Linked DNA regions of Mus musculus: all the other regions are linked to region 1. A link is a contact called in public Hi-C and promoter capture Hi-C data. All regions are on one chromosome and are shown on one strand. Each heading gives the region's core, a stretch centred on a gene start, on an enhancer-like site or on the middle of the called end of the contact. The rest is flanking DNA. Distances are from core to core; before and after follow the strand shown. Region 1 holds the start of Schip1 (schwannomin interacting protein 1). Region 2 overlaps Ift80 (intraflagellar transport 80). Region 3 holds the start of Gfm1 (G elongation factor, mitochondrial 1). Region 4 holds the start of Lxn (latexin).

Evidence for each region. Promoter capture Hi-C pulls out the DNA fragments that hold promoters and counts their contacts. A called contact is a pair of places that touch in the nucleus more often than the background predicts.
Region 2: a contact with region 1 is called in a Hi-C map of cortical neurons, with 4 times the contacts expected there. The contact joins the enhancer-like site here to the promoter of Schip1 in region 1. A contact is called at or near these places in 5 of 39 promoter capture datasets (embryonic stem cells, hippocampal neurons, liver and 1 more), 1 of 15 datasets of contacts at CTCF or cohesin (stem cell-derived epiblast-like cells), 17 of 484 Hi-C or Micro-C datasets (the N1E-115 cell line, the P5424 cell line, cardiomyocytes and 10 more) and 1 of 115 datasets of contacts at active chromatin or transcription factors (astrocytes).
Region 3: a promoter capture Hi-C map of embryonic stem cells shows a contact between it and region 1, with 2.8 times the contacts expected there. The contact joins the promoter of Gfm1 here to the promoter of Schip1 in region 1. A contact is called at or near these places in 10 of 39 promoter capture datasets (the 3T3-L1 cell line, the C10 cell line, embryonic stem cells and 3 more), 1 of 15 datasets of contacts at CTCF or cohesin (pro-B cells), 2 of 484 Hi-C or Micro-C datasets (the N1E-115 cell line and embryonic stem cells), 4 of 115 datasets of contacts at active chromatin or transcription factors (embryonic stem cells, large pre-B cells and pro-B cells) and 1 of 9 other capture datasets (embryonic stem cells).
Region 4: a promoter capture Hi-C map of neural stem cells shows a contact between it and region 1. The contact joins the promoter of Lxn here to the promoter of Schip1 in region 1. A contact is called at or near these places in 12 of 39 promoter capture datasets (the 3T3-L1 cell line, the C10 cell line, the HPC-7 cell line and 7 more), 1 of 484 Hi-C or Micro-C datasets (embryonic stem cells) and 1 of 115 datasets of contacts at active chromatin or transcription factors (large pre-B cells).

What each region holds. Positions count from the first base shown.
Region 1 is chr3:68,063,412-68,066,262 of GRCm38.p6, forward strand. Schip1 (schwannomin interacting protein 1) reads left to right here and starts at 1,391. Exons shown (of 8, transcript NM_001113421.1): 1 at 1,391-1,596. The coding sequence starts at 1,531. The region is part of intron 4 of Iqschfp (Iqcj and Schip1 fusion protein); the gene reads left to right.
Region 2 is chr3:68,955,226-68,958,076 of GRCm38.p6, forward strand. The region is part of intron 8 of Ift80 (intraflagellar transport 80); the gene reads right to left. Among named protein-coding and RNA genes, the nearest start is that of Ift80, 48 kb to the right of the region's middle. Within about 2 kb of position 1,361, at least 47 of the 459 cell types and tissues checked have an H3K27ac peak or open chromatin away from gene starts, as enhancers often do. A contact at or near this core is called in cortical neurons and hippocampal neurons, where this site is marked.
Region 3 is chr3:67,428,713-67,431,563 of GRCm38.p6, forward strand. Gfm1 (G elongation factor, mitochondrial 1) reads left to right here and starts at 1,403. Exons shown (of 18, transcript NM_138591.2): 1 at 1,403-1,610. The coding sequence starts at 1,527.
Region 4 is chr3:67,462,448-67,465,298 of GRCm38.p6, forward strand. It overlaps Lxn (latexin), which reads right to left and starts at 1,460. Exons shown (of 6, transcript NM_016753.4): 1 at 1,139-1,460. The coding sequence starts at 1,267. The region is part of intron 13 of Gfm1 (G elongation factor, mitochondrial 1); the gene reads left to right.

The sequences.
Region 1 (2,851 bases), core at 141-2,640:
AACTTTTTGATTGATAATTTTATAAGCGTGTTTAAAGTGTTTTGACCGTATCCCCCTCCATTCCCTCCTCTGCAATTCTTCCCTTCCCCCGCCTTTCACTTACCCTGTCATGCATGCTCCCCCTCTTATAACCTACTGAGTTCACGCATGGGGAAGTTTTGCCAATCATGACTGAAAAAAAAAATCTTTAATTAGGCTATGTGACTAACTAGAAATAAAAGAGAAGCATGCTGTATAGAATAAAACTGGACACTCTCATCCTAAGTTCCTTAAAACTGTACCTGTATGTTATCTTTTACAGTGGCTTATTTAGAATATATCGTTAACATTTTAACTATTTCTTCATTCTGTATTTAAAACATCTGTGAATAATTAAAGAAAGCTCCCTACCAACTTTTTGAAAATACAATTCAAATCTTTTCAGAAGTAGTAAGTTTTTGATGCTTTTGAAATGTTTTATCCCATTAAATAAAATAGTGTTAGGAGTTGAAGGGAGTTGCTTGAGCTTTTATTTCTCAGTCATGGTGATCTGATTTTTAGAAGATTACATTTTTTTTTAACGTGCTAAAAATTCTGAGTTGTTTTCGAAGTAGATTCCATGTCTGAAGAAATCATTCTCGTTTCTACGGCAGCTCCTGGGGAGCAGAGAAGGGGCTTCACACTCTTCATGAGTTGATCATAATGACACATCTCCTGAGGCACACCAGAAGCTCATCCCAGCTCACCCCGAGACGGCTTCGCGTGTGAGCTGGGAATCGACCTCTTTGAGGCATTCTGTTGATAGGGTTAACCGTATTGGTGGAAGACCAAGTTATTTGATGCAAATAGATTTTCAAGAAAATCATTATGCTAAATACTTAATAGAAGGATTTCATCTACATACGGCAGCAACTGTGACCTGCTTTCAAGATGACATCACTGGGTGTCATGTGGCTCTTTATACATTCCAGCCTCAGAAAGAGGTAACCTACGAGAAGCAGAAGAGTCTGCTGATATTTGCTGTGAGAATCTTCAGCAGACAGAAGCCGGGACGAGAGGGAGGCAGAGCTGCTTGCACAGTGTGTATCGTGGAATTCCACAATGGAGCCTTGTGGAGTTTTCAGCTTTATTTTCATATATTTTTTAAGTTAATGAAGATTAGGTGAATCAAGTGCTTCATATTAGAGGGGAATTGTTCTCTTCATAAAGATCAAGAGGTTCTCTCTTTGGACTTCTCTGTTCTCCAAGGAGCCTGGTCATCTTTGTATGTTTATTCCCCCTATTTGAACAACGCAGACAAAAACCAGGCAGTTTCTTCTCTTGGGAAACTTACATTTTTCCTTCAGTTTTGAAGATTTATGCTCCAAGATTTGCTTTAAGCTGCCGGGGTTGTTAACTAAAGGGGAGACATCACACCTCGCGGCATGCGCTGTAGAAACTCTCTAGGTAACTTTACCTGCTAACAAAGTGGCTCTCTATGGATTCCTTTCCAAGGCGGTTTCAGTGAACCGCTCTTCCTTCTCAAATGGACGAGGGTAGCTCTTCAGCACCATGGAGAGGTCTGAGCAGCGCGTAAGGGCCGCGTGGGACTGCGACCCAGGCAAGCAAGCTGACAGAGTAAGTTTTCCACATCCAGTCTTGTATACCATAGACATATGGGAACAGTAACCCCCAAGTCTAATAAAACAGACACTATAAAAGATAGGTTCTTCACTGCATTTTAAAGTTTAGAGACAACCAGGTAAATGTTATTTTAGAAAGAGCTAATATGCTCATTTAAAGAAAATATTGCATTCTATGATGTGAATGTCTGTACTTTGAATTTTGAGAATGTTGAAAGTTAAAACTCCAACACAAATTAACTACACTGAAAATATACAATCCAGATGTTTTGGAACTATCATTTTATAAACATACATAGATAGTTTCAAATGTGCAGTTTGTTGCTCTTTGTAATCAGAAGGGGCTGAAAGGGGGTTTCTGATTGGTCACTAACCTGAAGAGCAGTTAAACTCTTAGACCACAGATCATAATTTCCATTCCAAAAGAGCACTTAGCTGTCCTAATGTTCAGACACACAGGTGACAATTGTGACTTAAAGCGCTGGCATTTATTTGCATCAAATACATACAGCGGAACTGATGGAGGTTATAAGCAGCTTCTTAAAATAACATGATTAGATATGGGCTATTGAAATTGCTATCTTAGTATCACTAGATATATTTATTTAGTTTCAAAACTTCCAACTTAACTGTTTAAATTAAAAATTCAAAAACAACAAATTTATTGTCGTCCCCCCCCCAATCATTCTTTAGCCACCCTTACAAATCATCCGTACACCCCTGGAGAACTGTATATTACAACCTCACACAACCAAGGGAGAAGATCCTCTTAATTGCTGCCAATAACGACCCCAGCACATATTCTGTGTAGGAGAACATAGGGCCATTTAAAACATAATTAAAGAAAAAAATTTTTTCAGGCCAGTTAAATATAGTTTCAGACACATATGCTAAACCCTTTACTTTAAAGTATAACGACACTCTTTTAATGTTATTATGATATAAAACTCACTTCTCTTGATGGTTCTTATATTTGAAAACATCAAGCATAGATATTTCTTTCTATTATATATTAATTTCAGCTGAATTGCCATTCATCTTAACTCTTCAGTAACTTGCCATTTGATTTTTAGATAAATGGTACTTATTCTTGACAGTATGTGAAATGTATAATTTAAAAAGACATGACTTAATTTTGCACTAAGGTGCTATTGTTATATGTATTTTTGACAGCTTTGCTTAGTAGATACACTAGAGCTTTCCTAAATTGATCTCAATATTTAAGAGAACTAAGCGATTTGAAATGTGTG
Region 2 (2,851 bases), core at 111-2,610, 890 kb after region 1:
ACACACATAGATACACACATATACATAAACAGCTAAAAGTAATGCTCTTTCCTGGCTTAACTTTTTGTTCTTTTATTTATTTATTTTGGTGTGCACACATGGTGCTCCCGTGGAGGGGAGAAGACAACTGAGTTGATTCTCTCCCTCTGCCATGTGGGTCTTGGGGATCCGAGTCAGGTCATCAGGATGGGCAGCAAGGACCACACCTGCTTGATATCAGCGAACATTTTATATTTTCTTGAATGCATAACAGCTGTGTCAAAGTGTCAAATTATACTTGAGAAAACCTAAAGTGGATAATGCTTCTATCCATGTGCTACAAAGGAAGGCCATTTTCACATTTTCTGGGGAGTCAAAAATGTATTGCTTTGTCAATTTTAGATGCATAAAACTTGTTACTGAAAAGATAGTATTTCGGAGTTCTGGAGTATTTCTACTTAACTTCAGACTTCTAATTGGGTTCCTTTGGTTGGGTGTTGTGTGCCTTTAATCCGAGCACACGGAGAGCAGAGCCTGGCAGAGCTCGCTCAGTCCGAGACCAGTCTAGTCAACAAGCACTACACAATGGACCCAGGCTCACTGTCTCAAAATGTTTCTGTTGATTTATCAACATTTCTTTAATTATTTTGAGCACATGGCCTCTGTGTAACAGGCTCAGTGCTGGATATCTTAGGAATGGTTTTTGTCACCTTTTTTCCCCCTAAGAATGGGCCATTGTATTCCACTTTTTAGTATGTCTTATATCTTGAGGGTTTTTTGTGTTTTGAAAACTCATTTTTTCTTTTCTTTTAAAAACTGGATATTTCAATACCACCATGTGAATAACTCTGGAAAACAGACTCCTGATTCAGTCTGTGTACTTGCCTGATAGGAACAGCAGTCACCTGCCCATTTAGAGACTTTTCCAGACTGTTAGCCCAGAGACTATTCCTCTCCTGTCTGGTAACTGAAGTCTTCACTGTGGTATTCAACAGTCAGCCAATGACCTGACATAGCCAAACAGAAAGACAACGGCTACCATCCAACCTCTGCCCAGCTGGCTGTGCCTGGGGCACTCCCGTAACACCAAAGCACCACCATCAGGAACTCTGATGTGGCCTCTCCAGTTTGTGAATCACCCACAAGCCACCATCGACAGATGCTGCCTATCTTCCCTGGTCTCCTCATGTGTGTCTGACGCTGGCTTGTATGGTATAAACGATGGATTCCTCAGGAAAAATGAGAGCCCACTAAAGCCCTTGTTCTTTATCTCTCTTCCCCTCTTTCCTAGGTTTCTTTGGGATCAGTCTACTCCCTCCTTCATCTGCCACCCCTCACTCAATTGACTGCTGGTAGCCATTTGAGGAAGGAAGGCAGGCAGGCAGGCAGGCAGGCAGGCAGGCAGACCTTTTCGGTTAAGCACAAGCTTCCTTTCACATTCTTAACGAGCTGCAGGCAATGCATTTTAGGAAAACAGAACAACTGCCAATCAGCTTCCTACTCACAGATGCTCATTCCTCATTTTGCTAGAATACTACTATGATAAACCTGAGGTATATGTTATACAAACTCAGCATGCGTGCACAGTATCTATCAACGTCAACTGCTATAGGCAGGGTTCAGAGCAGAGCTGGCAGAGTGCTTGTTAGACATGCACAAAGCCCCAGCCCCACAAAGGCTGGCCACAACCCTGGCCAGAGTTTATCCCTAAACAGGGACAAGGGAAGGGAAGGGAGGAAAACAAATGCATGGACCAAAGACAAGCTAGAAGAGGACCACCCATAGCACACTCCCGTAAGTAACTCCAGTGAACTCACTGGCTAAGCAAGACCGACCTGGGTGGATCCTTTCCTTGGTCTGTTTACACTGTCATCTGGGGTGAGTAGATGTTTGTTTTGTGTTTCTCCAGGGGAGGGGGAAAAAAAATCACACAGCAAGTACTTCCCAATCAGCACTGTAAAAGCTGCCCTGGGCCCACGGTCCGCACTAAGAGCCACAAAGCAGCAGCTTCCAGCCTCCTTCTGATCGGAAATAAGATCATGAAGAGGTGGAGCTGGGAAAGGGGATTCTTGACAACTAGGTATTCAAGACCAAGGAGCACGCTCAAGCAACCCCTACACAAAAATGACCAGAACAAGAAAGAGTCTAAGCCTAAGGTAAGATTTCACTTAAGCACATTACAATTAGGGCTCCAAGAGCCCACAGTTCTGGACTCAAAGGCCTTAGTGGGAAGCTTATTATTCCACTAAACAGACATCAAGCTGCCCCCTAAATCTTTAGACCCATCAACTGTTTTTGTGCAGCTCTGAGACCTCCTGTGAGAAGTTTCGTCATGCAGTTAATGCTGAAACTCACAACTGGTTAACTAACATGAAGAAAGTGTCTGTGGTGTGCCCAGCCACAAATGGGACAGCTGTGTAACACTCCTTTCCCCAAAGGCTCCGGACCGTTGTGAAATAGGGGACAAAAAGACTGTAAGAGCCAGAAGTTGGGGAAGACTGGAGTGCAGCAGTGTCTTCTAGTCCTTCTTGGACAACTGCATTAATGGGCACAAGGCAATTGTGGTTATCTACACAAGATAGGTCTGCAGAAGAGCAAGCCAACTGACACTCCAACCTGCATGCAGGGCTCATGGACTCCCACTTTAGCTAAGGAGCCACTTCCACCGATGCTTCTAGGCGGGGAGAGTCCATTTTCTTTGTGAATGGAGCCCCCGGAGGCTGACCACGCTGCAGAGGACAGCCGCCCAAACCCTCAGTATAGGAACAGTACAAACTGGGCTTAGTAGGCTACTTGAAAATACTTCTTAAGGGGCTTAGAGAGATGGTTCGAGCAGTTAAGAGTGCTGGTGTTAAGAGTGCTCGTTACTCTT
Region 3 (2,851 bases), core at 153-2,652, 630 kb before region 1:
AAAAAAAAGCTGAGCGCCCAGGCAGGCACTCCCAGGTGGGTAGCGGGAATCAGGAAGATGATGACCTGTTAGGCTGTAGTTTCCTTTGAGGGGTCAGGGAGCTTTTTCTGTGTGGTAGGATGGGGAAGGAGGGCACATAGGGTTTTGTAGCTGGGGGGTGTGTGGGGGGGGGGTGTGTCGGGGGGTGATGAGCACGGGTTCCAGCCTAACAACACTAAAGTAAGGAGATCATTTTCTGCGGAGAGGGAATATGGTCTGGCTTGAGAAGATCCTTTTAGTCAGTGTGTGAGTTTACTGAAAAAAAAAAAAAAAAACCGGGAAAGACAAAAGCCGTGAAATCAACCCGGTTCTCATCACAGTAACCCCAGGAAGAAATAGCCCTGTGGAGAGGTGGAAGGAAATGGGAGGTTCGCATATGCTGAGAGGCTTAGATTACAGGAGCCAGCAAGTGACTGCCATCTTTGGCTAGGTCAACTGGATGGACGGAGATTCTTTTGCTAAGATGGAGACTGTATGAGGAGGTTTGGGGAAGACTAGAAGCTCTGTTTTAGATATGTCAACGTTTTTGAGGCCTTTAAGAAGCCCAGACAGAAGCGCCACGGGTGCAGTTTTGAAGATGCATAGCTAGTATTACTGATGAACAATAAAGAAGGTTTTGAAAAATTTTATTTGTAATCCAACATATATCTACTCTCATTTCCCCAGAGTCTCTTTGAAGTATTTGTTTTTAAGATTTACTTATTATGTATACAGCTTTCTGCCTGCATGTATACCTTGCAGGCCAGAAGAGGGCACCAGATCTCATTACAGATGGTTGTGAGCCACCATGCGTTTGCTGGGAATTGAACTCAGGACCTCAGGAAGAGCAGACCTCTTAACCTCTGAGCCGTATCTCCAGCCCCTCCCCCAGATTCTCTGATGCTGTAGTAATGAATACATTTTTGTGTACTCCTTCCATTTAAATTGTTATAAACGTTTTCCCATTGTCATGCAGGTAAAACAACTATGTTTAAAATCTGCAGCTTTTGTTTTGTTTTGTTGAAACAGGTTCTCACTGTCTAGTCCTGTCTGGCCCAGAATTCTTTGCTGACCAGGCTATCTTGGAACTCATTAGAGATCCGCCTAGTTCTGCCTCTGAAGTGTTCTTATTAGACATGTGTGACGCCATACCCGGCACGTTTTTGTTTTTTTTATACAGAGATGGTTTTTTAATTTTTATTTTTTTCCTTTAAAGACAAAGGGACCAGAGTACCTGCCTCCGTAGTAATGACACCTCCCTGTGACAATCCTCTGCATAAACTACGCTTTCTCCTCCTGACCAGGAGAGGGCGCGCGCCACGTCGAGCTCAGACAGAGGTGCCTCTCCCTTGTCTTCCTCTGGCCGTCCTCCTGACCTTCCTCCCGGAAGTGCTCCTGCGGCTCCGGTTGCCGGCGTGACTTTGAGCTCTTCCCGCTCTGCTGCCGGCGCTGAGCACAACCGATCACCTCAGAGCAGGAGCCTTGGAAGTGGCTGTTCCAGGCTTGCCATGCGGCTGCTGCGGGTCGCCGCAGCCCTGGGGCGTGGACCGTTCCCTCGGGTCCCTGCAGTCCTGGGCTGGCAGGGGAAGCAGGTACTGGTGCCAGAGAACCTTCCAGAGCAGGGCAGGTTGGCGACACCTTTCCTTACCTGGGGTCTTGAGCAGCGATTTCCCGAGCCCCGTAAGCCCTTGGGTATCCGCATGCCAGCTCGGCCTTGCGACCCGCAGCTCTGCGCCGGGGTCCCTCCCTTCCTGATGATCTACCTTAAAGAGAAGTGCCCCGAGTGAAGGTCAGATGAAAGTTAGTGTCCCCGGGGCTCGAATCCCGGATTTCGGACTCGTTATCCAGTGGTCCTCTTACTACTGGGTGTGGTTGGATGCTCTCTGAACGTGTGGGTTCTATTCAACATCCCGGTACTCTTCTCTGGCCAAGTTTCCCAGTCAGGTGTATAGATTAAACTTTGTAAGTCTTTGGAGTGAGGTACTCAGAGCAGGGAAGCCGTTGGTAGATGTGACCTCTTACCTGTCATGGATACCTCGTTTGCTTTGCTACCAAGTGTTCCTGTGGTTTAACCATCCAAGCGCTTGTCAGCTGTCTTCTTTGACATGTGCCCAGTTTCCCTCTACCCAGAAGTGTTTGCCAAGCGTTTGGGTGTGCAGTTTTGTTTTGATTCAACAAATACATCCCCCTCCACCCCCCACTGTAAAGCTGACAGGAACACCACCACCCCAAAAGGCACTTCCTTGTTTTCGTTCAGATGAAATTGGAAACCTTTTTGGAGTTGTCTTGTGGCTGTTAGTTGGGTAGACCCATATGCCCCTTGCTAGCTGTGAATTACAGGACGGGAGAAGACAGAGAACCTAAGGTACAATTCAATCTAAAACTTGTATCTCTTGTTAAAGTGGCCATTGAGAGGTATAGCTCTGACTATTATGGTAGTGTGTATTTAAAAGTTAGCAGTGTGGATCAGCCAGCCATAAGGGTAGTTGTCAAGTGTGACAGCCTGAGTGTCAGTCTTGGGACCCACACAGTGGAGGGGTGAAAACGTAGCCCATGACTGCTCTTCCAGAGGAAGAGTTGAATGCCCAAAACTCACATCTTTGTTCGGAACCATCCATAACTCCAGCTCTAGGCGATGTGACCTTTCCAGCACCAGGCGTGCACGTGGTGCAGAGATATATATGCAAGCAAAACACATATACACGAACCTTTAAAAGTCTCAAGTTTAAAACTAACATTTAGAAGCAGTAGTTGTGCTTCTTTTATGAGTATTATTCAGAATTAAATCCAGGGCTCCTTAGATAATACGGAGGTTGAGAACCTTGCTTTGAGG
Region 4 (2,851 bases), core at 210-2,709, 600 kb before region 1:
AGAAAAGAATACTGTAATATATCACATCTTTTTAGTTAGGACATTCTTATTACGTGACTGGGAGGGTGGCTGGTGGGAAGAAATACACTAAAGTTTTGCGTCTTTTAAAACATCCCAGGGGTCTTGTTCTGACGTTCCTCATGACTGTACATCTTACCATCCTTCATCGCTTCCCAAGCCCGGCTGCTCAGGAAGGCGGTCATCGGGTGTCTAGCATGGACTTGGCAGTATCTAGCAAGTTTATTTAGGTAGGTCTAGGAAGCGGGTGGAAACGTACAGAGGACACAGATGCAGTGGCAGTAGGCACATCTTTGGAAGGGTTTGTCTTAAAGCCGGGGGTACCAGAGTGTTCAGTGAGTAAACGACGTGTGGTGGATGAGTGCCAAGTGCTCAGAGACAGTGTGTGTAAGTGCTGTTGATACTGTCCTGTCAAACACCACTTCAAAAGACCTTATGAATAGATCATTTAGATATCCCCCTTTTAAATGAAAGCCAGTTTTGAAGTGTGTAACTAATTTATATTATCTAGTACAGTTTCGAAAATAAAAATCATTTCTTTGTCAGCCAAAAAAATCTTGAGCTGTAAGAAAAAAAAAATAGGGACACTCGCTAGGTAGGTGAGGCCCTTTAGCCTAGCCGGCTTCAGCAGAGGCAAGGCTGCATGTCAGGCAGGATGTGGGCGGCTGGAGCCCGAGCAGCCCACACTGCCTTTGTTTTTTCCTCGGGGCGAATTTCTTGCGTTTTCCCGTCGTTTTGGGCAAAGGGCTTAAGAGTTACTCTTAAAAGTTTATGGAGTCGTTTGGAGGCCATGAGCTTTTGTTGGCCAAGGCTAGCTAGCGGCAGATGGAGAAACTATAACAGCTTCCAGATTGTTTAGAATGCTGTCTTCCCTAGACCTCTTCTCTCCACAGGAAAGGGTGAGATTAACCCCGTGTATTTCCCAATCCCTTAAACTAATATGCACAAAATCTGGCTGCATAGGTCCTCTGCTTTACCGTGAAAGCAAACAGTTCTGGGATGAGTCCCATATAGGGGAGCTCATAGCAATGCTATTCAGAGGCAGAGCAGGGTCCCGCGGCCGGGATGGGGTGGGGGCAGTAGGGGGAGCCGATCGCAGGGCTTCTCCTCGCAGACTCACCTCCTTGCTGGCCTGCTGGACCGTCTGCACCAGGAACAGCTTGTGGGGAGTCCCCTGCTGGTAGTTAATGCAGTTCTCCGCCACCGAGGCGGCCCTGGACGCAGCATAGTGGGTGGGTGGGATTTCCATCTTGGGGGAGACAGCGCGGGCTATCCTAGTTCAAAGAGATCACGGCGGGTGCAGCCAGGGTCCCGTCAGTGTGGAGTGCTGGCCAGCCGAGTGGGTGTCCAAGTGGGTGTCGGTGAGGTGGTGAAGTCAGTCGGTAGCTGGGCTGGGCGTGCGCGCTTGCTCGCTCCTCAGCGCCTTCCTTCCCTCTTCCTCCTTCACTCAGGAAACCGTTCGGGCAGTGGCTCTGCCGGGAGCCTCGGCCCCGCCCTGGGGTAGGCGGGCACCTCCGGGAGAAAAGCTCGGGCATTCCCTCCGGCTCCCGCGGGTCTGGGCAGGTGTGGAGCGGGAGGGAGAACCTGGAGGAAGGGGAAGGGCTTTCTGGCCTTGCCTCGATGGGTCCTTCTGAGGGCTTCAGCTGCCGGATGAGGAATCGCTGGCTGTTTCACGTACAGATTAGAGTACACCTCTCCTTTTTCAAACGGGCTGTCACGGGGCAGGGGGCAAAGTGCTCCAAGTGTAATTCAGCCCTTACCCTTCCCTTTGTGAGACTCTTGCTCAGCCAGGTTCCTTTAGAGGCAGATCCAGAGTGGGAAAGCAGAAAAGCCATTTTAAAACGTTGGGAGACTGGTCAGGATCAGAGGAAATACTTCCCCATTCATAAGACCTTAGTGATCTTAGAAATATAAAGCTTAATGAGCGTGAACCACCACTCCCATCTTTCTTGAAATCCTATTTTAATGACTTTTTATGTGTATGTGCACACGTGTGTGCAGGCACATCAGATTACCCGGGAGCTGGAGTTGTGTGCCACACAGTATGGGTGCTGGGGACCAAACTCAAGTCCTCTGCCTCAGCTGCCGAGCCAACTCTCCAGCCCCATCTCTATTTCTCTTAAAAGGTAGATGGTTGGAGGCTTTCTGGGTAGACTGTCTATGTTGCAGCCACTCTGCAGAGAAGGGGAAGGTGCCCTGTGGGACACGTGTTGCTTTCCTCGTGTGCTAATGGAGCTTTCCTATAACTGAGGACTTTCTTTGGGCCCAGTGGATTATTAAATACCAACCAACTCAGTTCGTTCATTCCCCATCTTTTCTAGTTATGTTAGCCAACAGCAATGAAGCAGCTAGGGGATAACAAGTCTAACTTTTTTTTTTTCTCTTGATATTGGAAATGTTTGTCTTTTTAGCTGTAAGCCAACCCCTTTAGGAGAGAGTGTGTGTGTGAGTATGGGCTTCCAAAGTGAGCATTTTAAAGTCTAACGAATAGTCAAAGATTCTGTATTTAATAATTAGTATAGACTGGCATGATGGCACTTGAGGTTTCTTAAAATTGTAATTATTACTTAAAAGGGAAACTTTTTCATTTAAACATTAAATAAACTGAATTGCAAGAATATCATTCCTAGCCTTGTGCCTTCTTTTAAAATGTCTTTCTTAGAGTTTTTGCCTGCATGATGTGTGTGTGTGTGTGTGTGTGTGTGTGTGTGTCCCTATTGCCCAAGGAGGTGTCAGTAAAAGGTGTCAAATTCCATGGGACTGGAGTTAGAGATGACTGTGAGCCACCATGTTGCAGGGAATCAAATCCCAGTCTGCAAGAGCAGAAAGTGTT